Regions from separate parts of the Mus musculus genome. Here all the other regions are linked to region 2. A link is a contact called in public Hi-C, HiChIP or PLAC-seq and promoter capture Hi-C data. All regions are on one chromosome and are shown on one strand. The core of a region is the stretch at or near the end of the contact, and the rest is flanking DNA. Distances in the headings are between cores, read along the strand shown. Region 1 has its middle 88 kb from the start of Gm41258. Region 2 holds the start of Ptger4 (prostaglandin E receptor 4 (subtype EP4)). Region 3 has its middle 150 kb from the start of Gm41259. Region 4 has its middle 180 kb from the start of Gm41259. Region 5 has its middle 170 kb from the start of Gm41258. Region 6 has its middle 130 kb from the start of Gm41258. Region 7 has its middle 110 kb from the start of Gm41259.

Evidence for each region. Promoter capture Hi-C pulls out the DNA fragments that hold promoters and counts their contacts. A called contact is a pair of places that touch in the nucleus more often than the background predicts. HiChIP or PLAC-seq counts read pairs in DNA pulled down with a chosen protein or histone mark.
Region 1: a contact with region 2 is called in an H3K27ac HiChIP or PLAC-seq map of regulatory T cells, with 12 times the contacts expected there. The contact joins the enhancer-like site here to the promoter of Ptger4 in region 2. A contact is called at or near these places in 14 of 39 promoter capture datasets (the 3T3-L1 cell line, HPC-7-derived erythroid cells, cranial neural crest and 8 more), 2 of 15 datasets of contacts at CTCF or cohesin (the NIH/3T3 cell line and large pre-B cells), 2 of 484 Hi-C or Micro-C datasets (bone marrow-derived macrophages and uterus), 19 of 115 datasets of contacts at active chromatin or transcription factors (the 230-238 cell line, CD8 T cells, the NIH/3T3 cell line and 14 more) and 2 of 9 other capture datasets (adipose tissue and macrophages).
Region 3: a promoter capture Hi-C map of embryonic stem cells shows a contact between it and region 2, with 6 times the contacts expected there. The contact joins the enhancer-like site here to the promoter of Ptger4 in region 2. A contact is called at or near these places in 16 of 39 promoter capture datasets (the 3T3-L1 cell line, 3T3-L1-derived adipocytes, the C10 cell line and 10 more), 1 of 15 datasets of contacts at CTCF or cohesin (the NIH/3T3 cell line), 18 of 484 Hi-C or Micro-C datasets (CD8 T cells, the MNK3 cell line, the NIH/3T3 cell line and 12 more), 30 of 115 datasets of contacts at active chromatin or transcription factors (the 230-238 cell line, CD8 T cells, the SCID.adh cell line and 16 more) and 4 of 9 other capture datasets (embryonic stem cells, liver, macrophages and 1 more).
Region 4: a contact with region 2 is called in a Hi-C map of the N1E-115 cell line, with 6 times the contacts expected there. The contact joins the enhancer-like site here to the promoter of Ptger4 in region 2. A contact is called at or near these places in 16 of 39 promoter capture datasets (the 3T3-L1 cell line, 3T3-L1-derived adipocytes, the C10 cell line and 10 more), 1 of 15 datasets of contacts at CTCF or cohesin (the NIH/3T3 cell line), 3 of 484 Hi-C or Micro-C datasets (the N1E-115 cell line, bone marrow-derived macrophages and uterus), 18 of 115 datasets of contacts at active chromatin or transcription factors (the 230-238 cell line, the SCID.adh cell line, astrocytes and 13 more) and 4 of 9 other capture datasets (adipose tissue, liver, macrophages and 1 more).
Region 5: an H3K27ac HiChIP or PLAC-seq map of thymic regulatory T cells shows a contact between it and region 2, with 11 times the contacts expected there. The contact joins the enhancer-like site here to the promoter of Ptger4 in region 2. A contact is called at or near these places in 9 of 39 promoter capture datasets (the 3T3-L1 cell line, the C10 cell line, embryonic stem cells and 5 more), 2 of 15 datasets of contacts at CTCF or cohesin (the NIH/3T3 cell line and large pre-B cells), 2 of 484 Hi-C or Micro-C datasets (bone marrow-derived macrophages and group 2 innate lymphoid cells), 16 of 115 datasets of contacts at active chromatin or transcription factors (the 230-238 cell line, the NIH/3T3 cell line, the SCID.adh cell line and 11 more) and 2 of 9 other capture datasets (adipose tissue and macrophages).
Region 6: an H3K4me3 HiChIP or PLAC-seq map of the SCID.adh cell line shows a contact between it and region 2, with 19 read pairs. The contact joins the enhancer-like site here to the promoter of Ptger4 in region 2. A contact is called at or near these places in 17 of 39 promoter capture datasets (the 3T3-L1 cell line, the C10 cell line, the HPC-7 cell line and 9 more), 2 of 15 datasets of contacts at CTCF or cohesin (large pre-B cells and pro-B cells), 7 of 484 Hi-C or Micro-C datasets (the NIH/3T3 cell line, bone marrow-derived macrophages, muscle stem cells and 3 more), 24 of 115 datasets of contacts at active chromatin or transcription factors (the 230-238 cell line, CD8 T cells, the NIH/3T3 cell line and 15 more) and 5 of 9 other capture datasets (adipose tissue, embryonic stem cells, liver and 2 more).
Region 7: a contact with region 2 is called in an H3K4me3 HiChIP or PLAC-seq map of embryonic stem cells, with 9 read pairs. The contact joins the enhancer-like site here to the promoter of Ptger4 in region 2. A contact is called at or near these places in 13 of 39 promoter capture datasets (the C10 cell line, cranial neural crest, embryonic stem cells and 8 more), 1 of 15 datasets of contacts at CTCF or cohesin (the NIH/3T3 cell line), 17 of 484 Hi-C or Micro-C datasets (the 3T3-L1 cell line, the AML12 cell line, CD8 T cells and 13 more), 28 of 115 datasets of contacts at active chromatin or transcription factors (the 230-238 cell line, CD8 T cells, the NIH/3T3 cell line and 20 more) and 2 of 9 other capture datasets (macrophages and pancreatic islet).

Annotation. Positions count from the first base shown.
Region 1 is chr15:5,760,547-5,764,133 of GRCm38.p6, forward strand. No RefSeq gene overlaps it. Among named protein-coding and RNA genes, the nearest start is that of Gm41258, 88 kb to the left of the region's middle. Within about 2 kb of position 2,170, at least 11 of the 459 cell types and tissues checked have an H3K27ac peak or open chromatin away from gene starts, as enhancers often do. A contact at or near this core is called in CD8 T cells, the SCID.adh cell line, effector CD8 T cells and 2 more, where this site is marked.
Region 2 is chr15:5,242,201-5,246,298 of GRCm38.p6, forward strand. Ptger4 (prostaglandin E receptor 4 (subtype EP4)) reads right to left here and starts at 1,987. Exons shown (of 3, transcript NM_008965.2): 1 at 1,483-1,987; 2 at 61-995. The coding sequence starts at 1,498.
Region 3 is chr15:5,894,123-5,897,746 of GRCm38.p6, forward strand. No RefSeq gene overlaps it. Among named protein-coding and RNA genes, the nearest start is that of Gm41259, 150 kb to the right of the region's middle. Within about 2 kb of position 1,774, at least 8 of the 459 cell types and tissues checked have an H3K27ac peak or open chromatin away from gene starts, as enhancers often do. A contact at or near this core is called in embryonic stem cells, where this site is marked.
Region 4 is chr15:5,867,933-5,871,449 of GRCm38.p6, forward strand. No RefSeq gene overlaps it. Among named protein-coding and RNA genes, the nearest start is that of Gm41259, 180 kb to the right of the region's middle. Within about 2 kb of position 2,074, at least 16 of the 459 cell types and tissues checked have an H3K27ac peak or open chromatin away from gene starts, as enhancers often do. A contact at or near this core is called in the N1E-115 cell line, adipose tissue and second pharyngeal arch cranial neural crest, where this site is marked.
Region 5 is chr15:5,845,103-5,848,916 of GRCm38.p6, forward strand. No RefSeq gene overlaps it. Among named protein-coding and RNA genes, the nearest start is that of Gm41258, 170 kb to the left of the region's middle. Within about 2 kb of position 1,644, at least 2 of the 459 cell types and tissues checked have an H3K27ac peak or open chromatin away from gene starts, as enhancers often do. A contact at or near this core is called in regulatory T cells and thymic regulatory T cells, where this site is marked.
Region 6 is chr15:5,797,324-5,801,041 of GRCm38.p6, forward strand. No RefSeq gene overlaps it. Among named protein-coding and RNA genes, the nearest start is that of Gm41258, 130 kb to the left of the region's middle. Within about 2 kb of position 2,183, at least 2 of the 459 cell types and tissues checked have an H3K27ac peak or open chromatin away from gene starts, as enhancers often do. A contact at or near this core is called in the SCID.adh cell line, where this site is marked.
Region 7 is chr15:5,932,243-5,935,825 of GRCm38.p6, forward strand. No RefSeq gene overlaps it. Among named protein-coding and RNA genes, the nearest start is that of Gm41259, 110 kb to the right of the region's middle. Within about 2 kb of position 1,564, at least 9 of the 459 cell types and tissues checked have an H3K27ac peak or open chromatin away from gene starts, as enhancers often do. A contact at or near this core is called in embryonic stem cells and stem cell-derived epiblast-like cells, where this site is marked.

The DNA.
Region 1 (3,587 bases), core at 920-3,419, 520 kb after region 2:
AAGTTTATTTTTAAAGATCAAATAGTAAATATTTTATGATGAGTCATTCACCTGCTCATGGCAGCTACAATGACAGCTGTCTAGATGACAGAACACATAGCTTAGCTTTGCACCAGTCCTCTACGGTACTGGGCTCTTAGTGCAAAGGTGTTTAGAATCTGTGTGTAATTCCACTGTCACACTAACTTGAGTTATAAATTAGGAACATAGAAATATGACCAGATCATATCAGAAATTATGAAAAAATTAGGCCATGCTTATAACTCAGCCAATGGTAGCACATTGTTGTAAAGTAACCTGGACTATACAAGAGGAAACATCACATGACTAATATTGTGAATATTTTAAAAAATATCAACACCATAAATTCTTTTAATGCAAACAAATAGTAATATATTGCAATATAATATAACTTAATGCTGCATTCTAAGTAAAATATCCACTAGGGCTTCTTTACTTTTTCCTATGCTTGCCATATTTTAAGTAAAGACGTAAAGTAGTTTTTATTTTTAAAAAATATGTTTTCAGTCTGTGCTAAGCATGCTAGTTTTAAAGGTTATAATCTCCCCCTTCTCTCCTGTTTCTCTCTGTCTCTCTCTGTCTCTGTCTTTCTGTCTGTCTCTGTCTTTCTGTCTGTCTCTGTCTTTCTGTCTGTCTCTGTCTGTCTCTGTCTTTCTGTCTGTCTCTCTCTGTTTCTCTCTGTCTCTGTCTGTCTCTCTCTGTCCCTCTGTCTCTCTGTCTCTGCCCTTCTGTTTCTGTCCCTCTGTCTCTCTCTATCTCTGTCTCTCTCTGTCTCTCTCTGTCTGTCTCTGTCTTTCTGTCTGTCTCTCTGTTTCTCTCTGTCTCTCTGTCTCTCTATATATATCTCTGTCTCTGTCTTTCTGTCTGTCTCTGTCTTTCTGTCTGTCTCTCTGTTTCTCTGTCTCTCTCTCTCTCTCTCTCTGTCTCTGTCTCTGTCTCTCTCTCTCTCTCTCTCTCTCTCTCTCTCTCTCTCTCTCTCTCTGTGTGTGTGTGTGTGTGTGTGTGTGTGTGTGTGTGTGTGTGTGTGTGTGTGTGTGTTTGCATGCACTATTTTACTTCTCAAACTCTGAGCATCACTGGGGTGGGTTCTTCAATACAGATAGAATGCTTTGGAAGAAAGAATAAGAGTTGATAATCTTTTGTCTCAAGCATCTTTATTTTAGCAGAAGCTGTCTGCTGCATGCCAGATAATGTCTAATACACATATTTCACCTGACATTTCATTAGACTCTTTAGCAAAATATTAAATAATGTTTATTGAATAATTACTAAATGGATTGTCTTGATCTGGAGGGAGGCTTGATTGCCATAATAGTTTTTTTAATAGATTTAACTATCTAGTCTTCTGTTGGATTTCAGGATGCAGTAGTGATCTTTTTTTTTTGGCATATGTGATAAAAGTATATTTAGAAAGGTATAATAAAATTTCAGAGTGACACAAAATTATTCACTAGTTGAATGTCAGTATATTGTAGACACTATAAAGTAATAATTACTAAGTATATCCTGAGTGTAGTTTAGGTTCAAAATCTAAGTCTAGAAAAGATAAAATGTTTTTCTTTTTATTTCACAGTATCTGTCCATCTTCCTTTGACATTCTATTTTTTGTTGAAAGATTCTTTTCTATCCTGAGTGTTATTAGTAGAGGGGAGGCCCCCATACTCTTTGTGTGAACTGTTGCTTTCAGATCTCACTGTGTCTGTGTTGAAGATACTGTTTGCAAATGTGCTATTTGATAGTATGTGCATTTCTGAAAATATGAGGCTCTGTGTCTCAGACTACGTGGTAGGTTAGTGTGCATCCTGCTAAACTGTCACCGTCTATTGGTTTCTTTTTGCACAGGTGTGATGGATTTGCTCTCAAAGGTTCAATGTTGATGTCTGTGAGCCTTTCCTGTACTGTTTCCACTGGAACAATAAAAATGAGCACTCACAACTCTACAAGAACAGGAGTGCCTAACTCCATAAAACACAAGAACATGCCCGTCTCTGTCTTTCCAGACTACATTCTTCTTTTTACGAAAATAAAAAAAACATACAACCTTTAATAACCATTAAAAGCAAAGAATTTTGGTTAACTATAGGTTACAATTGACAGCAGTTTGTGGTAGAGATTTTTACATTCTCATTGGTAGTTTCGCTTTATGCATTTGTGGCTGTGGGTTCCACACCAAAGATGTTCCATAACACACAGGAACAAGACTTTGTACAGATACTGCTGAAATCTTAACATTTGCCATGCCGAGTTGCTTAAAGTATTCAGATATTAATTCCCCTTATCAAGATATTTACCCAGGATTACCACCAATAAACACCACTAGAGGTTGTGAAGCTGGGTGGGCAAGATCATTTCTTTAGGGAACATTGCTTTCACCATGTTTTATGAGAAAAATATTTGCAACAAAATTGTTGAAACCCATGACCTCTGTTGACAGGAAGTAGAAAGAAATCATATTCATAAGTCACTGAAGTTGATGTAGTTTCCCCATGTGAATTTATAGAGTGTTTCATTCTTCCTACATTAAACACTGAATTGTTTTTGTAAAATTCACTTGAAATATTTTGAAAATACCATAAAATGACATTTTAGGAAATTATGTTAAAATTCATACTAATAACAAAAAATAATTCTCATTTGTACACAATTAATTAATTAATTATAAACTAAATTTGTAGGTTTACTTCTTATAAGTTATAATTGATTATATCTATACTCATACTCAGATGGATATTGTATTCATCATTCGATGAATGGTTCCTAATTATGTATATTGATTACATATAAAATATATAAATAAAATATAAAATATGATAATATATAATTACACAAAATTCATTGAGGTCATATAATAACTATTTGGCGGTTCCTCAGAAAATTGGACATAGTACTACTGGAGGTTCCCGCAATACCTCTCCTGGGCTTATATCCAGAAGATGTCCCAACCGGTAAGAAGGACACATGCTCCACTATGTTCATAGCAGCCTTATTTATAATAGCCAGAAGCTGAAAAGAACCCAGATGCCCCTCAACAGAGGAATGGATACAAAAAATGTGGTACATTTACACAATGGAGTACTACTCAGCTATTAAAAAGAATGAATTTATGAAATTCCTAGGCAAATGGATGGACCTGGAGGGCATCATCCTGAGTGAGGTAACACAATCACAAAAGAACTCAAATGATATGTACTCACTGATAAGTGGATATTAGCCCAGAAACTTAGTATACCCGAGATATAAGATACAATTTGCAAAACACATGAAACTGAAGAAGAATGAAGACTAAAGTGTGGACACTTTGCCCTTTCTTAGAATTGGAAACAATCACCCATGGAAGGAGTTACAGAGACAAAGCTTGGAGCTGAGACAAAAGGATGGACCATCTAGAGACTGCCATATCCAGAGATCCATCCCATAATTAGCCTCCAAATGATGACACCATTGCATACACTAGCAAGCATTGGCTGAAAGGACCCTGATATAGCTGTCTCTTGTGAGACTAGGCCGGGCCTAGCAAACACATAAGTAGATGCTCACAGTCAGCTATTGGATAGAGCACAGGACCC
Region 2 (4,098 bases), core at 737-3,236:
GCGTGGAGGCGGATGGATGCAGGAGAGAGGCCCAGTGGGTCTCAGGCCCCAAACACTTACCACGAGCGGAATGGAGCAGATGAGCACCACCAGAGAGGTGGCGATGAGTAAGATGACCATCTGGATCTCCGCACCCGCGATGCGCCGGAAACTCCTGCGGCGGCGAAAGTCGCTGAGGCGCTGCAGGGCTGGGGAGGCCCCAGCGTGGCCCCGACAGGCCACCGAAGCTACCGCGGCGGCGGCAGCCGCATGGTGCTGCTCCGTGCCCAACGAGGTGCGGCGCATGAACTGGCGGTGCATGCGGAGCAGCGCGCCGCACACCAGCACGTTGCAGAGCACGGTGGCAAGGATGAGGAAGGAGCTGAAGCCGGCGTACATGTAAGAGAAGGCGGCGTAGGCCGTTACGTTGGTGGTCCAGTCGATGAAGCACCAGGTGCCCGGGTACTGCCGCTCGGATCTGCCCAGGCCCATGTTGGGCAGCGCGCAGAACAGCACGTTAGATGCATAGATGGCGAAGAGTGTGAGGCCGGCCAGCCGCTTGTCCACGTAGTGGCTGTAGAAGTAGGCGTGGTTGATGGCCAGGTAGCGCTCGATGCTCATGGCACAGATGATGCTGAGACCCGACAGACCGAAGAAAAGTAGGATGAAGGTGCTATAGTCACACAGTGCCTGGTCTCCGGGCCACTGGCCCTTCATGTATGTGGCGATGGTCACCGGGCTTACCAACAAGGTGCCCAGAAGGTCAGTGACAGCCAGCCCACATACTAGAGTGTAAAAGGTCGTCTCTTTCTGCTCCTTGCGCGACTTGCACAATACTACGATGGCCACCAGGTTGCCCACCACCCCGAAGATGAACATCACTGCGGGAATGGTCACCGGGCTGTTCAGCCTCTCCGGAGTGGAGGAGAAGGACGCGTTGACTCCGGGGATGGACATGATGGTGGTGGTTAGTAACACACAGCGTTGGAGCTCACGGTTCGATCTAGGAATGGTACCTAGAGAGAAAGAGAAACGAGCCATTTACCACTTGCAAGGTGTTCGACCCATGGCCAAAATGCTGTGTCGCAGAGATAAGGAGAGCACCCAGATCCAACTTCCTCATCGGTAGCTACTCATTAACTGTGACTACTTAAATTCCCAAGGTCTGGATCCGTTCTGTCAAGAGCACCGCTCTGCTGACATTAATATATTTATTTCCCGCCTATCCCCACCCCCACCGCTCCATAATCAGCTCATTCCCTCGCCGAGATGAGCAAGACCCTTCTCAAGGGAAAAGTGACTCCCTAGTGATATTCCCCACAGAATGGATAAAATGCTCATCGAAAGAAGTTATGGACATTTTGGGACACTATGGGACATTCTGTTCTTTGGTTTCCCGGAAGAGCGCCTGAACACGCAAAGACCTCCATCCCGACTTACCTGTAGGGTGGGGTTAGGAGCCCGGTGTGCCCAAGGCTCAGGCCTCAGATGTTCAGGACCTACCTCCAACCTCAGCCATCAGTCTCTTCCCACGCAGTGCGGAACTTGTCAAGCTTTTGCTGTCTCGGAACCGGGGCTCGGTGGCTGCCAACTTTCCGGAACTGAGGTCAGAGTATCTTGCTTTCAAAAAAGCTTGGAAAGCCAGAGAGGCTAGCGGGATGGGTCGGTGAAGACCAGTCTGGGGTTTCTTGTTTGATTTACTAACGCCTCCTCCTTTCAAAGGCGAGTCTCAGCTTTGCAGGGCCCGCGCAGGTCTAGTGCGGGAGGTCAGCGTCCAGGTGTGTCGCCGCCACGCGTGCAGGTGGAACAGAGCGTAGGTCCGGGCTCCCTCCTCCCCAGCAGCGGGCTGAACGGACAGCTACCGGAGAAGGCGGCTGCCGCTGAGGCCGCTCCTTGGGCTCTGGGGGCGGCACGGGGTCCACTGGGCCTGGGGCTCTGACCTGAGGCCGTTCATCTTCCTCTCCCGCTGCCGGGTTTCGAGCTTCGCTCTCGGCGTCTCCAGCCTCTGAACAAACTTTTCTCCTCCCGCAAGTTTCCCCGGAGGGGGCGGAGACAGTCATAGCGCGGCCCGGGCTTCCATTGGCTGATCTGGAAAGGGGGCGGGGCGAGACCTCCTCTAGCACCGCCTAGGAGCCCGGTGATGGAGGGCGGGGCGGAGAGCTGCGGAGGTCTGGAGGGACCTGCGGGGGTGCCACCCGGCTGCGGGTGCAGCTTCAGTGCCTTCCCTCCCTCGAAGGTACCGAAACCCCCCAGATCGAGTCCCCAGGAAACGCCAGCTCGAGCTTCGCCACTCCCAAGCTGGGCATTTAGCGGGAATGATGCTGGGACCTGTGTCTGGTCTACATTGCTCTGCGGGTTAGAGTGGTTAAATTCTCGCATCTTCCACCCACAGATCAAACATGTGGGTCTTGAGATGTCGGGACAATTGCTTTAGGGCTCTACCCGGGAGCCACAGAGCGGAGAGGAAAAGTGGGTGTGTGGTTGTCCGTGGGTGTGTACGCCCGAGAGCTCCGGGTGGGACTTGGCAGAGGCACGGTGAGTAGGTACCAGGCTTGGGCGGGGAGGCGACTAAGAATCCATCCTCTCACCATAAAAGGAGTTACTTGGCAGTGCCCTAGCTGCGCTCAATAGGGCACCAAAGCGGAGGCGGGGAGGAAGGCGAGCAACACGGAACTGCAACTTCTCACTTAGATGGCAGAGTTTAGGGCTTTCTTTGGAGACCTGTGGCCCACAGGCACACCTGAGATTTAGTTGAGGGGGACTGTTTAACTGTAGAGAGAGAGCATTCTTCCTCAGGAAGGCTGAAACAAGTGCTTTCCTGTTCAGTTTCTGCTAGCCATCTTCACCTGCGGGATGAGAGGGGTTTGAAATTCAAGCAAATTAACGAATTTCCAGGCGTTGCCTCTTTGTTAACTCGGAAAAGGTCTATTTGCCTTTCCCTATTCTTTGGTTTATAGTTTGTTCGGCTTCTTCTTTGATGAGGAACAATCATTTCTTAATTATCAACTATTCTCCTAAAAAACAGAATTTAAGATCGGAAAACACCAGGGGGCAATTAAAACCCTGTCACCAGATCCTTTAAAAACTACACAATGAGACTGTAGTATGGTTTTCTGAACAATTCAACTTCTTACAAAAACCTCACTCCATGCTTAGCATCTAACCGGGTAACTAGGTGGCTTGAATCTTGTGTGAAACAAGTAGGTATGCCTCTACTGTTATTTATGGGGGCTGGAGAGATGGCTCGGCAGTTAAGAGCACTGACTGCTCTTCCAGAGGTCCTGAGTTCAATTCTCAGCAACCACATGGTGGCTCACAACCATCTGTAATAAGATCTGATGCCCTCTTCTGGTGTGTCTGAAGATAGCTACAGTGTACTCACATAAATAAATCTTTTTTTTTTTTAAATCTGCCAAGAATTTATGATTCTTCAGCAAGCCTCAGAAACAAACGAGTAGTGAGAGAACCAAGATTTTACGATTTCAACTAACTTCAGCCTAGAGAAGTACTCAGAATTGTGTTTACTTGTATAAGGGAACATGTGGGTATCAAAATACATTTCGTGTGCAAGCCTTTTCATCAGGAACATCAGAAGGGAAAGCATTCTTAGCTGATAAAAAAAAAAGTCAGTGGTGATGTTCAGTTTTTGAGTCTGCTGTCACCATTGATGTCGTTTTGGTGTCTGCATGTCCTTTGGAGAGTAATCTCTAGAATGGTGTCAGCACAGAACACAAATCAACACCAGAAAAATAAGGACGGAAACTACCTTGCACCCCCATTCCTCACCGGCCACACTGTATGATTGGTACTCATGTTAGCTGGTTGTCAGAAAAACATGAGACGACATTCCTCATAGCCTGCTAACAAACTCCTTCCCAGTTTCTTTCCTCTTTAAGTTCCTGAAATGCAAAAAATTAATACTGGTGTAGTTCAGGCTACAGGAAATAGTTTCAGTCCACACAGATGGCCTTGGATAAACTAGATATAAAGCAAGCCCAGGCTCACAAAATTTGGAAAGGGATTGGTTGGAACGGAAGAAAGGAGGGAGAGGGAGACAAGCAGAGATCTTGGAGGTAAGAGAGGGTTTGCAAAGAGAGTAAGGATGAATTGTGAACAGTT
Region 3 (3,624 bases), core at 524-3,023, 650 kb after region 2:
ATTTCACATATCAATTATTAATCAAGAATGTGCTTGTCCACAAGCCAATCTGACGAGGGCATTTTCTCAGTCCAGGATTCCTCTTGTCAGATGAATATAGTTTGTATCAGTTGATATAAAACTAGCCAGTACATATGTCATAATGAAAAATGTGCTTTTTCTTTATAAACCATGGAGATCCTTAAAACTCTGGAGCACAGACAACTTGAGATCTCAACAGAAAGCAGAGAATTGCTTATCACAGTTCCTTTGCATATTTCTATGTACAACCCATGCCATATCCGGGAAACATGATCTAGAGCTTGCTGTGCAAACTTCCTGATCTTAAGAGAGGGTTATTTTGAAACACATAAACACCTGAGAACTATGTACCTGCTAATCATTATATTAAATATAAATCTCTTTTGAATGGAGCCCACAATCTATTATTACTGAGATTAGTTGTCTAATAGCTTACACAAATGACATAGATAATTGAAAACTTGGCAATCAAAAACCAGAAGAGTGTCAATTATATTTTTTCTAAATTATTTTACTGATGAGGGATGATCATGGAAGCAGAAGTTGATATAATTATTTATGTCCTTGTTTTCTTTAACATGTATTTAGGACTGATAAAGATGATAAAGTCTGTAACTTTATAATTAATTCTACATCTTTTCTTTATATTAGATTTGATGATTCTATTATCCTGCTTACTGTAGAACTCTGACATATATACCCAGCATAGAGAGCATAGCCATAGGAATATATCCATGTTCTTACAATGGTGTGGTATATTGAAACATCCAACACAGCAGAAGATACAATCTTCTACTTACTGTATCTTTTGATACTATTTCTCGGAACAAAGCAATTGCCTGTTTTTTAATATGTGTTATAATACATAAAAATACAGTGTCTAATTTTATACATATCTGTGTGTATTGGATACTTTAGTTGGCAAAACTAATTTTCAAGAAAACACACTTAACTTCGTCTGTTAAAATGTGATAATTGCTGGGAGCTGCGACAGGTGCATCCATTCAGTTCAAGTTTCACTTACATCACAGTGATTACACTATTGGCTCGTATTGGCGCCCTGTACTAAGTTCTAAAGTAACACTATCTGAGCTATTCACTGCCAAGACTGATAAGTGTTCTTCCACTTTGCCACAGACCCTTTTTCGTCCCTGTCTGCGTAGAACGGGTCTCTGGTTGCAGGTGGACAAGGAGACAGTGAATGACAGACAGAATCAACATGAGAGATTGTGTAGAATCTGAGTGTATTGTCACAAAGTGAACACCAGTCTTATATAATACAGAAAACAAAGGGGTAGGAAGTCACAGCAGGCAAAGTACATTGAAGTTACCTGACACAAAACAAAGGAATGACTTCAAAAGGACTTACAGGAACCAGGTAATATTTACAGTAAAGATAAAACAGCCCTGCCTAGGGTCAGCTAATGACAGGTAAGGATTTCTCACCCTAGTCACAATTTGTGCTACTCCTTTGAGCCTTGTGAAAGCTAGTACCAGGGGGTTCTGTTCTAGCAGACCTTCTCATGAATAATGCAATATCACAACCCCCCTATTTCCTAGGCCCTGGTAAATTCTTGCATATGAAGGTAACTTGGCTGTTCTTTTAAGTATCTGTGACAAATCTCCATTTGTCAGAAGAATTCACCAACTTGCTTCTAACATGCAATCTAGCCTGCTATACCTGGCTGTAGAGAAGATCCCTGTCTCAATGGGATTCCCTCTTTCATGGTAAACCCACCTATTAGCTAGGCCATTGTATATTCCCTTATTTGGGAATAAATGGCTACTGTCCTAAGTAATCACTCTGCAGACCAGCCCTGAGCTATTCTAGCTCCGTTCTTTGTAATGCGTAATTAGTTTCACTGTCTCTTCTAGAAGTAAATTTGAATGTTAATGAACAGATAACCTTCTTACTGAATTCCAAGTTTGTTGGCTTCAAGGATTTTCTAGGATGTTGGAACACTGACGAAGGCTTAGCTATGTCAGAATTCAATCTTTAAAGGCACTTATAATAAAATAATACTAAAAGAGAGCACATGGATCCATACAGCAGACTAACTTGAGGATAGGGTATGAGTATATGGTTATGAGAATGCCTGGCTCCAGGAGGTTGAGTTTCTTTGAAACTCCCTGCCTTGTGAGTGCTTTCAGGCCTCTCGGCCTGCCAAGCAGACTTCACTGGAGTGTGCATAGCACCACTTAACTTGTCACCGCTTCATTTCAAAGACCTGGTTTGAACTTGTAAGGTTAAAATGTTTTAAGTAAAAGTAAAAGAGTAATTAAGATGAAACAATAATCCAATAGACACTTAACTGGAATCATTTGTTCAAGCCAGGTACATGTTTGAGCAGAAAATGAGACAAAACCCTGGACATTAATGGAATTAACACTGAAATGTGTCTCATTCTTGCTGAGTGAAGTATTTATTCACAGTTGACTGAAGAAAAACTGAGGAATAACTCAATTAAAAGGCTTATTTATATAATGAGAGCAATAATAAACAATTGTAAAACATACATGATAAAATTGAAATGATAGTCTCCTAAATCTTAAATCTTAGCATCAAAAATCAATCTTAAAATCAAAGCATAACTGTATTGCTCTAATTAAGGGATTTATCTCAAGTGCTGTTCATTTCTCCTTTTATTTTAAAGAGGAAGAAAAATAAGATCTAAAGTTAAAAGAAAATCAACAGCTTTCTTAAGACTGATAAGTCAGTTTTCTCAAAGCAGGAGAAAACATTGATCTGTAATTCACAGTTTACAGCTGCACCTAAATTAACATTTTCTTTGGGGGGGTTATTAGATATTTTCTTCATTTACATTTCAAATGTTATCCCAAAAGTCCCCTATATCCTTCCCCCACCCTGCTCCCCTACCCACCCACTCCCACTTCTTGGCCCTGGCTTTCCCCTGTACTGGGGCATATAAAGTTTGCTAGACCCAGGGGTCTCTCTTTCCAATGATGGCCGACTAGGCCATCTTCTGCTACATATGCAGCTAGAGACACGAGCTCTGGGGGTACTGGTTAGTTCATATTGTTGCTCCACCTATAGGGTTGCAGACCCCTTCAGCTCTTGGGTAATTTCTCTAGCTCCTCCATTGGGGGCCCTGTGGTTCATCCAATAGATGACTGTGAGCATCCACTTCTGTATTTGCCAGGCACTGGCAGAGCCTCACAGGAGACAGCTATATCAGGGTCCTTTCAGCAAAATCTTGCTGGCGTATGCAATAGTGTCTGTGTTTGGTGGCTGATTATGGGATGGACTCCCGGGTGGGGCAGTCTCTGGATGGCCCATCCTTTTGTCTTAGCTCCAAACTTCTAATTTTACTCCTGTGTCTGGTATATAAATTTGTCTTGGAAAGCAAGCTCTGTGATCAAGTAGATGTGAATAATCTTGTAGGGGTTTTGTTGTTATTGTTTAGGGTCATAATACAGGTTTCCATATTCAAAACGAGGGAAGGGTTTTTATTCCTTTGGTGACAAATCGCATCTAGTTTCACTTTAAGAAACAGACACATGCCTTTCTTTACTTCTTTCTGGTTTTGGGATGAGTGGATATTAACTGCATCTACTATACTTATCAGAGCACAGCTTTCAAAT
Region 4 (3,517 bases), core at 824-3,323, 630 kb after region 2:
ACACTAGAATTAACTAAAAATGCCACAAAAATAATTCTTCAACTGGTTAACTCCATCGTATTTCAGAAGCTTGATAAATAGTTTCCATTCTACATTGTATATTGTTGTTCCTATGTTAAGAATTTGTGTTTGTTTATAAAATAAGTGAATAGTAACATTTTTACAGTGGATAAATTTTACTTTCTTGCCATGATTTCATGATTTCAGTTAGTTGTCCCTGTGAAGCAACAAGTGTAGTGAATGCTAAGGGGCATAGGCAATTTTAGTTGCAAACATAAACATACTAATTCCCAAAGCTCTATCAAAGAGATATTGGATAAAATATGAGAAATGCTACTGGAAAGTTTGAATACAATCTTTCAGAGGTTTTCTCTCTATTTATTTTGATTAACTAAAGAAGAGTCTCCCTCAACTTTCATTGCCACTAAATCTATAGCAAGTAAAATAATATCTAACTTACAAAAGGGACCATTTGTTACCTGTTGAATATGTGAAGCTGGCCTATGTAGAATGAACCCAAACATATTAACATTACTAAAAGGAGCTTCTGTATATGAAGGAAAGCACATCTTCACTTACCTTAAATATATTACTGTGCATCAGTGATTTTCCCGATGAACGTGGGAGGAAGAGGTCTTCCTGTGGCTCCGTTTGTGTATTTAGTTATAAACTGGGGGCTCCCTTGTGTTCCCTAAGGGCCTAGAATTGCCCACAATGCTCAGGAGACATGTTTATTTACTAAAACACCAGGCTCGTGTATATGATTGAAGATTCCATTAGACCTGCTCTCCCACCCATATATCATGCCCTCAAGGGAAAAACATTGTAGCTGAAACAGAACCAATGTCTAGGAGGGATATTAATGATTGTGAAGGTTCTTTCCAAATCTAAAAATACTTTTTAGGCTTTGACACTGCAATAGATAGGCTCTCAGTTCGCAAGGGCACAATATAGGAGTATGAGGAGCTCATGCATATGCACAGATTTTTTTTTTTTTTTTTTTTTGCCAGTCTCTGCCAATTTCAGAATATTTGGATTATTTTTTTTCCTGTTTGGTTGGATTGCTAAGGATCGTGTTGGGTTTGTTTTCCTTGTTGTGAGTTTTTCCACAGCAAGCAGTTGAGAACGTGGAAAGAAACAGTGACAAGACAACAATGTAGACTGTTTCCATTTGTGTAACTTCTATTTCCTCCCTTTAATATTCAAGGGGATACAAAATCCCACTAGAGCTCAAGTGAGATGCCTTACATCCAGAGCTCTGTGATACACTGTAGCAAGATCGGTTGTACTCATGAGACCTCACTCACTGCCTATACATAAATTTGAAACAAAGCCTAACTCAAAATTTCAGGGGACCTGCAGGAACAGATGCTCTGGCTTAGGGATCATCATTCAACTTGTTGGTATCACAGTATCACTTTGTCATCTGGATCTAAGCGCGACTCACAGATGTGTCGACACTTTGTTAATATTCCGGTGGCAGAAGAACTGACAGCGTGTGGCATCTGGTTAACGTTTAGAGAAGCTTGGAGCGATACTTCTCATTAAGTGGAGATGACTTGGCTTGCCGCGGGGCTGGCAGGCATTTTAAAGCTGTGTTATTCTAGTAACAAATGCCAGATGCCAGGCTGGATGTATAAACACGAGCCAGGTTCAACGTGAAAATATTAATGTGTACACTGGGAACTGTCTGCTACCAATTCAGCTACCAATTCAGCTTTCCAAAGTTTCACATTTGCAGCTTAAGGAACGAATTCCTGAGGCTCTGGTGAGTGAGGTTTGGGGGAGGGTGTAGTTTTGAGAGGGTGATTTGCCTGGCATTGATCTGTTCTCATGCAGAAGGGGCTGGAGTATAATAAGATAGCACTCCAGTTGTTCAGTACCCACATCAAGACCAAGCTGCACACATATGAACAGGGAACTAGGTCTAGCCTGTAGTTGGTGGTTCAGTCTCTGAGAGACTCAACGATCTAGATTAGTTGACTCTGTTGGTCTTCCTGTGGAGTTCCTAGCCCCTTCAGCTCAAATTCCTTCCTCTTATTCTTCCAAAAGAGTCTTCAAGCTCCACCCACTTGTTTGGCTGTGGGGATCTTCATCTGTCTGAGTCAGCTGCTGGTTAGAGCTTCTCAAAGGACAGCCTGTGCTAGACTCCTGTCTGCTAGCATAACAAAGTATCATTAACAGTGTCAGAGACTGGTGCTTGCCCATGGGCTGGGTCTCAAGTTGGACTGATTATTGGTTGGCCATTTCCTTAGTCTCAACTCTGTCCTGAATCCTTGCATTTCTTGGGTGCTAACCCAAAAGCTGTTGCCTGTGTACGGAATATGCTCTACTAGCTGGGCTGCCTTGTCTGACCTCAGTGAGAAAGGAAGCGTCTAGCCTCACAGAGACTTGAAGTGACAAGGGGAGGAGGAATACCCAGGAGGCCCCACCCGCTCGGAAGAGAAAGGGAGGGAGGAAGAATTGTAAGGGGGTAAGCAGGAGGCCAGTGAGAGGGATGAAAAGTGAATAAATAAAAATATTTTTTAATTTATAACTATTTTTAAAAATACAATAGCACTCATTTATCCCTAAAGAGAGGAGGGGGTGGGGACATGGGTGGGAAGTAGGTGCCGAGGGGCCCTAGTGAGACTTTAACTCCTGCTTCTTTCAATGGCAAGGAATAGTGTAATGGAATGTGCAAGATCCTCTGGAGACTGCTCATTTCCTGATTACTCTAATAATGACTGATCTCCATGTTTCTAGGCATACGTGTTATCATATACAAAATAAGTACAGTGTTCTTGCTACATATGGAACTGAACAATTAATGATTACACTTCTGGAGAAAAATTTAACACTTATGATTTTTGTCTTAATATTCTCTCTAAAGATTACTTGATTGTATTGTCCATGAATATCAGCTTGCTTTCCATGACATATGTTTTGAAATACTGTTTACATAACTTCCTTTTGTTTTTGAATTGTTGCAAAATGGAGCTGGACTTGACTATAGTTATTTGTAATTCTAGCACAGAGAGTTCAAAGTTCAAAGTCACTAGTTGAAAGTCAACCTGGACAGTATACTGATGTGGAAGCCATCCTGGGCTATGAAGTGAAATTGAAGCCAACCTAGGCTACAGAGTAAGAATCTGTCCCCAAATTTAAATAACTAGATCATTAGAAATAAATAGATGCTAAAAGAACATAGCATGCATTTGTTAATTTTGAGCATGCCTGTTTTGAATATATGAAAATAGATTAATAGGACTTAAGATGAAATTTTACTCCACAAAAAGAAATTATAGATTTATAAATATTATCCCCTAATTTGCAAGAGTTTAGGCAGAATATAGCATATGAAGATAAACTAAGGTTAAATCCTGGTTTCACACTCTGTGATTTGGTGACTTGAGGAAATGATTATTAAATATTTGGTACATGGTATGTCTGGTTCCAAATTCATAAAATGAGGATTATGTCTTAATGATGAAAATAATTAATGAATATAAAATATTTACTAAAGCCCAGGGTTTAT
Region 5 (3,814 bases), core at 394-2,893, 600 kb after region 2:
AAACATACACACTCAGAAGGTCTCTCTCACACACACACAAGCACATATTGTAAGAAACATACACACTGAGAAGTTCTCTCTCTCACACATATACACACACATATGTGTGTGTGTGTGTGTGTGTATACATTTGTTGTATACATTTGTTGGCCAGGGCCTTAAAACTCTAGAGAAGCTGTAGCTGTAAGGATGCTTTCTGAATTGCCAATCATGTATGTGTGTGTTTGTGTATATGTATGTATATTTGTGTGTGTTTATATGTGTATGTGTGGGTGTATATATATATATATATATATATAAAATCATTATATATAGTCATTGAATTAATTACCTTCTTTCAATCAGCTTGACATTTGAAACGCTATATTTCTCATTATTTTGAGTTTTAAATAATATATATAAAATAAATTAATAATTACACATAGGCAAACAAGAATAAATTGTTGTAGCATCTCATTTATTTCTCAAAATTATGACCAAATATAGTATGCTTTCTCAAATCTGTATGTAAATTCATCAGAAGAAAAACCACATATCTGGAAAGATTACACTTTACGTATCTTTATGAATAAGAATAATTAATCCTTTTTTTTTTCAGTTTTTCACGACAGGGTTTCTCTGTGTAGCCCTGACTGTCCTGGCACTCACTTTGTAGACCAGGCTGGCCTCGAACTCAGAAATCTGCCTGCCTCTGCCTCCTGAGTGCTGGGATTAAAGGCATGTGCCACCACGCCCGCCTTTTTTTTTTTAGAATAATTAATCCTTAGAGAGTAATTGTGGTTTCCAATTTGATATTAAAATAAGCCATCATCGTCCTGGGGGTGTGTCCATGCAGATAGCTTCATTTGGCAGTGGCAGACTTCTCTATGAAATACAAGATAGAAAAAATGATATAGTAACAAAAATACCAAAAACAAAACAAAATGGGGTTTGGAATATAAATTTCAATTTCTTTTGTATTACGTTCGTTTGCACAGTTATAAGATATAATGGGTGGCTCATGATGGAGGAATTGCTCCATTTTTATGCCCATTTGTATCATCATCAAGTTTCTTCTAAGATAAAATTCTGTGATGGGTTGGGTGCTGTTATATGTACAATTAAAACAAATTTACTATCCAGTTCGTTCATGTTTTAGACAACAGAAAAAGCAAAGAGCAAGCAAAAGTATCGTCACAGTTTCCCTGGAGTTTTAAAGTTCTCACCAAGAAGTAGCTCATAAAGCTGCTGCAAATGGGGGAAACCACAGAGCCCTCCTTTCTTTTGGTAAATGGTAAGAAGCGTCCGTCTCCAAACAATAACCCCTTTGAGTATTGTGATCTTAATTTATTAATTGGAGATGGGGACACAAACATTCAGATTAAAACAAAATGATTGTAGACTTCATAGTAATAAAATTGTAACTGAGGGTTGGCTGTCTAGAGGTAAATTACATATCTGAGGTCACCAAATAGTGAGTTAGAGCCATGTTGATTAAGTTTGCAGCAATGTGATCAGAAGTGATCTAAGTCACCAGGAAATTGCAAACAACAGAAAGTTTCTTTACAACGTACTAGAGGACAGAAACCCAAAGCAAGGATCTTATCGTGTGGTAAGGACTTTCTTCTTGTCTCATGGGAAGTGTAGTTTGTTACAGTCTCACAATGAACCAGTTTATGGTATTTTCTTGTAAATGCTGGAGGAGATGGGGAGTCCCCTCCAACATATCGAAAGAAATTTAGCAAACGATAGACTCTTTTGCTTTCTTTTTAAACTTTTCATAGCTGGTGTTTGTGTGTGTATGTGTTTGTGTGTCTGTATGCGTCTTTGTGTCTGAGCATATGTAGGTGTAGGTGTGTCTGTGTGTCTTTGTTTAGGGATAGATCCACACATGCCAGAGCACATATGTGGATGCTAGAGGACAAATTTCCTTAAGGGGGCTTATTTTCTTCTTCCACTGTGGTCCTATGGATCTAAGTAAAGTCAGTGAATTTGTACAATAGGTCCTTTACTTGCTGAGACATTTCTTTTGCGTTTATTTTTTTAAGTTTTTATCTATTTTATGTATGTAAGAATCTTGTCACATCAAAGAGGACATGGGACTCCATTACAGATGGTTGTGAACCACCATGTGGTTCCTAGGAATTGAACTCAGGACCTCTGGCAGAGCAGTCTTAACATTAACTATCTCTCCAGTCCCACTTTTTCTTTTATGAAGTTGGAATTTTTATATTGCTTCTAACTTTTAATGCATAATTTGTTATCATTATATAGAGAGTCATTGTATTAATTGCCTTCTTTCTATCAGTTTGGCATTGGAAAAATTATATTTTTATTGCTCTTTTAAAGAAAGAGAGAAATAGTTTAAGATATAGAAAATACACTTTTATCTAGATGCACTTTTAACAGATAATGGCATAATTTATGCATCTAGTAAATGTAGGCTATTGTAATACTCATCACTGTGGTTTCCGATGGACACTCCGTGCTTGATAAGTATCATCATTACTGTTGGAGTGGATCTGACAGATCTGCAATATGAATGAGACCCAGTGAAGCAGCTCTTGTCTTCCCTCATCTGAACCTCTTTGTTCCTTACGCCATTTCATGAATTTTAAACACATCTATGGTGTGAAATATCAATTTGATCAGCATGAAACTTCTTTTGTCCTACATCCTTTGTCCTTAGAATCTACTTTCTTATTGTGTTAATCCTTCCTAAGCAATCTCTTGGCAGTGGTATGTAGCACAATCAATATATGCCATCTGATTCTTGGCCAAGTGTTCATTCAGTTGAACCTGCTTGCAACAAAAGTGAACTCTTTACAAGATCCAACCATTTGCCATAGTGATTTCCTGGCTACCTTGTTAAGCTGTCAGTCAGAGACTGCAAAGCAGGCTTATGCTGTTGTCACATATACCCAAATCCTACCAACCTCAATTGTGGCCCAAGTGGGATCTGTGTCTTGGCTTTTCCTTAATGATCTTGGCAGAGTTCATCCAGTCTGCCTCAGACACTGCTTTCCTCAGTAAGCAGAAGGGAACACTAGGTTGATTATAACCTTTCCTGACTGATGTGTACCTTGCAATCACTGGTGTGAGGAAATTATCTAGTGCTTTTGCTTTCTGAGTTTAGTATGAAAATTCAAAGTAGCTCTTCTATCAACAGGTCTACTGAAATTCAACTGTCTAATACAAAAACCACCAGCAACACATAACTGTTGACTTCCATAAATAGCTTAAGATAACTGAAATTTGAAGTATTTATATAGTTTCAGAGACTTGTTTTGTGTGGTAATATTTTATTCTTAAATTGTATTCCTTATGTATGAGCATGTAGTGCATGCATGTTTATGCAGCAGATATCTGTGAAGATGCACGTTCCTGTGGGGACAAGAGAGGGACATAGAGTGTCTTCCATCATTCTTCACCTTATTACTTTTTTCATCTGGAGCTTGCTATTTCAGGTGGACTGGATCTGCTTTCTAGCAGCATCCTTATGTGTAGCTTTATACACACAGAGGAATGTAGTTCTCTCTATTGGGTTCTATTACTACAGAACCCCAAAGCTGTTCAAAATGCAGATAACTCAGTTGGTACATCTACACTGAAATTCCTACACCAACAGCTCAGAGAACATCACAGAAGGAGGAGCAGAAACATTCTAAGAGCCACAGTACAGGAACCTTACTGGAGAGACAGTGCCCACTAGATATAATGAAGAATGAGTACCCATGAAATCTTCACAATATGATCACCTAAATAAAGCCTGCATGATGATGTTGGGTGACATTCCAGTGGAGATGGGTAAATCTCACAGGGCCACACTCTTAGG
Region 6 (3,718 bases), core at 933-3,432, 560 kb after region 2:
TGCATGAGTCTTGGTGATTTCTAGAAGATCCTACCTTACAGAGGTCTGCCAGTGACTATCCCCACGTATCACTCACTCATCTAGAATGGATAACTGGGCTTCTGTTTACTTGTTGCAGGACAAGAACAAGAATATTAATTGCACATGTCTTTGCCATCTCAAATGAGAAGAGGTGGGACTGGTGAATCCCTAGTCAGTCTAAGTCTACTAAGTTTCAAGTCACTAAGAGTTGTGTCTCAAATACATACAAGGTTGGTGCTGGAAAAAGAAAATGTAAAGATTGTTCTCTTTCTGTGACACACACAAACACACACACACAATTTTGTCTGCTTTGTGTTTATTACTTCATTTGATTCAGGATATTTAATCATTTCAACTTTATAGAGAAGGTAAGATTTAGATAAATTAACAATGCTTCCAAGATTGTATGCCCATCTCATGGATAGCCAGAATTTGAACTCATTCCAGCCTAAGTTTATAGTTAATAGCCCCATGACAAATATATCTCAAGTAAATGAGGTTCTCCTTAAAGTACTTGTTAAATATTTCTAATTAATTCATAGGACAAGAGAAGGTTTTTTAAATTCCAACAGAGAGAAGTCACAGTGATACAGCTCTCAAAGTGAAAAAGAAAATGGCAACAAACAAAATTTCTTCTCCATCCATAAAAGATAAGAAAAGGAAGTCATTTTCTGTAATATATAAATGTTTCTGTTTTTCTTTTCTCAGCTAGCCATGATGGATATCTTACTTTGTCGAGTTAAGTGAAAATCTGCAAAACTAAAATTGGAATGGATGAGACACGCAGCTTTAGTTGAGACTGTGAATGGAATACTTTGTCCTTGAATTTGACTTTTGCACACTGCTGAAATTCGATGATGCTGCCTCTTCTTTTCTGACCTACTTCTTAAGGACATCTTCCCATAAAGATAATTTTATTTGGGGTAGGACTAGCTTGTGTACTTTTACCCAGCTTCCTGCCTGCAGAATACAATGTTTTGGATTCTGTTCCAGAGATTCTAAGATTGTCTATAATTTTCAAAATCTCTACTGTTTCACTAAGAGGCAAGAGCTACTAACAAAATCAGCTCCAAATCCCTCATCCTCTACATTCTTTAGAAATTTCTTTTGTTTTCTTCCTCTCTATATTGCTAAATTCAATTTGTGTGTCTAATGTAGATCTTCATGATGTCCTCTCTAGAGTTCTGTGAGATAAGGAAGAATTATAAGAAGTCTTTATTTGCTGATACATGTAAGGTTTCAACCACAGTGTTATAATAGTTGAGCCTAGGATTTACAAATCCTTTCATCACTATGTCAAAATGTATTGCAGTAGTAATTGTTACCATCATGAACTCAATGATATTGCTTGTGTATTTTATAGTTTCCTGGGGATTTCCAATAGATTACTACAGTTTTCATTTCTTACAGCAACAGAGATATTCCATAGTTCTGGAGAATTCATGTCTGGCATGAAGGTGTTGGGAATTCTAGGGTCAGGTTCATTCTTGTCTCTACTAGCTTCTGGAAGATACCCATCATATATTGGCCTGTGACCACATCAATATTCCTCATCTGTATTCATCATCATATTTTCTTCTCAATGCCTTTCATTTTCCTACTACACTTGTAAGAAAACTGCTACTGGAATCTAAGGCCTCATCAATACAAGATACATTCCCTGCTTTAGGATGTTTAGTTGATTTCTTTAAGGGCTTTATTTTGTTTCCTTTTTAAAGGCCTCTACCTGTATTTTTTTTTGTATTTGTTTAAGCGATTTATTCATTGTCTCTTTAAAGGCCTCTATCACCTTTATAAGGTTGGATTTAAGGTCATTTTCTTATGCTTTGGCTGTGTCAGGATATCCAGGGCTTGTTTTAATAGGATAGCTGAGCTCTGAAGGTGTCATAATGCCTTGGCTTTTGTTGATTGTGTTCTTATGCTGACCTTTAGCCATCTGGTTGTCCCTGGATGTTACTGGTGTAGCAGTTATTGGGAGGGGTACTTCAACTTGATGATCCTGGTGTGGCAGGCCTCAGATGGGTAACTTTGGGCTGGAAAATAGAACTCATAGGGACATGCAAGTCTCCAAGCAGTTGGTTATGCCCCTGGGGACATGGCAGAAAGGAGGTTGGGGAGTGGAGAGGCAGACTGAGAGGTGACCATACAGTGGAGGTCTGGACAGACAGCAGGCACAGTGGGAAGGAAAATGGGTGCAGGAAGGGAATCTAAACTATATGGTTCCGGATCAGTAGGTCTGATGAAGGTGGACAGAGAGGTGGCTGGATAATGAAGGTCCAGAGGGGACAGGAGGCTGCTTAGGGTAGGTTTAGTTGAATTACAATTTTGCTATATGAGGTAAGATTAACTCTTTTGCTGTATCATGTTTACAAGTTAAGGGTTTTTTTTTTAAACTTCTATTGAGTTTGCTCTTTTGACAATTGTGTATATATATATATATATGTGTGTGTGTGTGTGTGTGTGTGTGTGTGTGTGTGTGTGTGTGTGTGTGTGTGTGTGTGAAATATATTCTTGTTATGTTCCAGTCTCCTTCCCACTTCTCTGACCTTTCCTCTTTCCAACAGGCCTTATTTTAGCATTTATGTCTTGTTGTTTTTGAGGTCCACTGAGTTAACCAGGAACTTCTGTGTGAAATGGAACTCTCTGCTAGAGGTTGGTAGCCTCAGCAGTGAACTCATAACTGAATTCCTCTCCTCAAAAGCCATCAGTAGCCAGTAGTTAATAGATAACAGGCAGTGCCCCATAAGTTTTTACTGTATCCATGACTGATTATGCTAGCCCTAGTCTTGTGTAGATCCATTGCATATGGCTACAGATGATAAGAGGTCACGGTAGCATTGGTTATGTCTTTCCCAGAATTCAACACTTTACAGCGCTCTCTTCAATTTCTGAGTCTCACATTCTTTCTGTCCCCTCTTCTTGACCACACTTGAACTTTACAGAGATTGTATAAATGCCCTCGTGATTGTTGAGTACTCAAAAGTCACTTACTCTGAACACCTTGAGCATCTATACATCTCTGTACTTGCTGCCATTTGATCCAAAACAAGGCTTCTCTGGTAAAAGACAAGAGTAGCCTTTGTCTATGGATATGAACATGAATATTAGGAGGCAGCCTGTTGGCATGATAATTCAGCTAAACATCACTATTACTTTTTCTCCTATGGCATCTAACCTCCTCACCCATGGACTTTTGACTGGATTTATAGTATGAAGTCATATTGTTTTATAGGAGGTATGAATTCATTCTTGTGGAATGAGCTTCAAATCTAATTAGATTGTTGCCACTATAAGAGTCTATACATGAATTTTATCATGTAGCAATGTAGGATTTTTATCAAAGGCACTTTTGTTATATATTGACATAGAAAAGAGCATCATTTCATCTGATTTCAAAGTATTATTATAGTTGAATAGCCAAGGCACAGCTTCTATTCTAATTTACCCCATACAGTAACTCTTGGGTTGATATTGTTTGTTGCAATTTTAAGGAGAAGAGACTCAGAAGAAGATATCAGGTTAAGATTACATAAGTAGATGCAGAACTGGGGGGTTTGAACTACAACATACTGACAGTATGAGTTGCTACTCAGTTGATGGTGTGCCTGCCTAGCATATCTGAAGCCCTGGGGTTGATGTGCAGAAATCCATAAAATCAACTGTGGGGGGACATGACTGTAATCATAGAACTTGGAAA
Region 7 (3,583 bases), core at 314-2,813, 690 kb after region 2:
CATTCATTCATTCATTCATTCATTCTAGCTCATAGAATTCTTATTTTCCCTATTCCAATGTGTCTTTTGTGACCAAAAAAATCACTTCAAGCTTATTTTGGAATACTGTATCTGAGGGACTCTTTGCTTTCTCAGTGTTCAATGTGAGCCTTTCTTGTGCATGTTCTTCATGGGTAGCATATGATGCTCAACACTTTAGGTGATCATAAGCATCTATTCTGACTTGTGAACTCTTATTTAGAAATCAAACTCCAGAGGAGGCGATAATACACATCATGATTTTGCAGTTTTATTTTCTCATGATACTTTATGTTCATGATACTTTACATGCAAAAATACTTGAAAAGTAAAAAAGTTACTCAAAGAACCAGCAAATATGATTTTTAGTTAACAAATTACTTAAATTCTTTTTGAATGACTTAATGATCTTCCCTCTGGCATTATCTTCTTTCATTCTTTAACAGCAAAGTGCTCAGATTTAATTAGAAATTTAAGTAAATTTGTATATTTAGCACAAAAAGTCATTTCCTGAGACAGACACTATTCATATCAATGCTTCTGTCACTATCCTTATTTATGACATAATTATAGTGAAGTAAACCTCCATGAAACAACAACGGGTCATCCTACTTACGTTGATGATGTTTAAGGGAGAATTTGGTGTTCTTCTCTAAGAACATGTTCTAATTAATCCAATATTTATTTGTGTAAGCAAACACAGACACTACTGGAGAGCTTTCCATTGTCCAGATAAGCAGAATCCTAGTAAGATAAGCTAAACAAACAAGCTTGTCAGTGAGCCCCGCCTCTCCAGGGCTAGAGGATTGCTCTGCATAGCCTCTGGCTTCTGTGACTTCATGAATCCAACAGCCATGTTGTATCTAGAAAATGGAGATTCCCAGCTTTCCAACTACCCTTACTTCGCTCTTAACTTCTCTCTACCATGCTTCTGTGGTTCTTCTTATAATTAATAGACTCACTGGGCTCTTCAGTTGACTATTCCTTTGTATAAATTTTGGAACATTTAAAAATTGTTACATAGGTGCATCTTCAACCCTAGAGAGACTTGAGGCTCCAGGGAGTGGGGAGGTCTGGTGGGATAGAGGTAGAGGACTGGAACATCCTCTTGGAGATGGAGGGGGTAGGAGGAGATATAGGATGGGTAGCGGTTGGGGGGCAGACCTGGATAGGGATGAAACCTGGACTGTAAAAAAGTATTAAAGAATAAAAAAGTAAATTAAAAAAATGGTTACATGTAGCCGCCTGCGGCCTCACTAACTGGGTTCCTGAGTGGGAGGCCGAAGCTGTATGGAAGGAAACGACGAGAGAAATAATGAAGGCCAAGACATGTTTCTGTTTAAGACCCCAAAGTTTACTAAGAGTCTGTGCTTATAAAGGGGGGAGGCCAATCCATTCTTGGTGCCTGTTGCCGGCCTGTAGGCAGATCTGCCAGATGCAGTCTCTGGAATATCTCCAGGGCCTCTCAGCAGGTAGCAGTGTCTTGGAGAAGAGCAGCCCGCAGGTGAAAGAACAATAGAGCCATCTAAGTCAGAAGGGTCCACCCCAGGCGGTCTCATTCTCAGAGGATGTGAGGTCTGAATCAACCTGCTTCAAGGCTGGGGGAAGCTACAGTTACATAGAAAAGAGCCAATTTCCAAGTATATCATTTTTGAGATTAATCTATCTATATCCTAAATTCTTTACATCTTTCTTTTAGGTATCTTAAAATCAACTTGCATTGGCATGAATGGTATGATTTTTTTTTAATTTTTTAATGTTTCACAAGTATTTTGTCATACTATCATAAAATTTAAAAAAAATCTTTGCATTAAAGAACATTTGAAATACACAAACACACACACACACTCACTCACACACTCACATATGTACAGTGAATTCTATGTGTCCATTAAACAAGTCAACATAAGGAATATCTCATTCTGTGCCAACTCTCACTTCTCTACATTCCAATTGTTTTATCACTTCATCTTAATGCTGTCAACATTGGAACATTTTTCAGGTTCATGATAGACAGATTCCACTTATGTAAAGACTTCGGCTATATGAGAGCATTTCCCGCATGTTCTGTACTGGAACTTCCCACACTGTTTTGTTGCAACATGTAGAGAGAATCCAGTCAGGGCTCCCATTGGAACGTTGGTATACTTCCTTCATTTAACCTTCTGTCTGCTGAGTTCTCAGCAAGATCCTACAATGCAGGGGCCACAGCAGGAAGAGGAAACCCAATGGCATATTTAGTGCAATGAAAGAGTAAAACTGCATTTGAAACCAAACATTACATAACAGCTCAGCATGCTCCAAATTAGCATCTCAGCGTTTAGGAAGCTCACCTTTGCCCAGGTGGGCATTTATCAAGTTGATTTATGCTTTCTCCCTAAGGGATGGAGCTAATGAGAAATGACTGCCCTCCAAATACTGCCTCAAAGGCCCCCTTCAATTCTCTTAGCAATACACTGGGAAACAAAACTACTAGAAAATAGTAAGAAAAAGAGTCAGGGACTATTTATGAGATAAATGAATGTCTTAGAGCAACTTGTAAGCAAGGGCAGTTGCTTCTGTGACCATAGGCAAACAAGTCAACAATTCCATTCAAAAATCAATTTCTTCAAGGTTTGTAGGAATGCTGATTCAGGACCCCTGGGCCTAATCTAACTTTAAGACTTTAAATCTTATGTGTAAATTTCCATGATCTAGGAAAACACAATTTATTTTGAACCAGCTGTGTGCTCCATACATTAGGGATTTTTGTTTTGTTTTGTTTTGTTTTGCATAAAACACCTTTATTCAATAATTCACATTGTACTTAATTCTCACTCTGCCTGCCGGCTACTTAGTTTGGAAGTTTACAGACTCCATTCCTCTTATTCACTACACTATTTGGCTTCTCTGGTTTCTATTAAGGAATAGAATTTATTTTTAATTCATGGGAGGCCTACTTTGTGGTAAACAAGTTACATTTATTATACCAAATTTCTTCTTACCATTGTAGGAGGCAGGAAGGACTACTTTTTGTAACCAATGTATTAACTGAGATTAGATGCTCAAAAGACTACTGTCATGGCCATCCAGGCAGACCACTCCCGAGAGAACTCAATGCATTCTTGAATATTTTCAGAAGAGGTGAGATAGATATTTTTCTTTAATAACACTCCAGTCTTTAGGCCACTGTTTTAGTTATCTAATTGACCTGAGGGATAATTCTATCATTCAACTAAAGCACACAAAACTGATTTTATTTACAGGCACACGAAATTGAATATATGAGAGCCTTTAATTGGCTGTGTAGCACAATATGAAAGGGTGTTTTCCTGATCTCCAGTTTACTTCAATGATGTGGTATCACTACTGGCTCAGGGGAGCATCTTCCTGTAAATTCTGTTGGTTAATCACTTCTATTATTGTAAATGACTTGAAACAGAGGCAGCTTCACAACCTTTTAAGAGAAGGACACAATTTCAGAGATTAGCATTCTCGGAAAACCTACTGTCAGTTAGTAAGGAAGTATGAACAGAAGGGGTGTGGAACCTATGAGTTAAGTTGTTATTCAGGGTGGCTGAGGGAA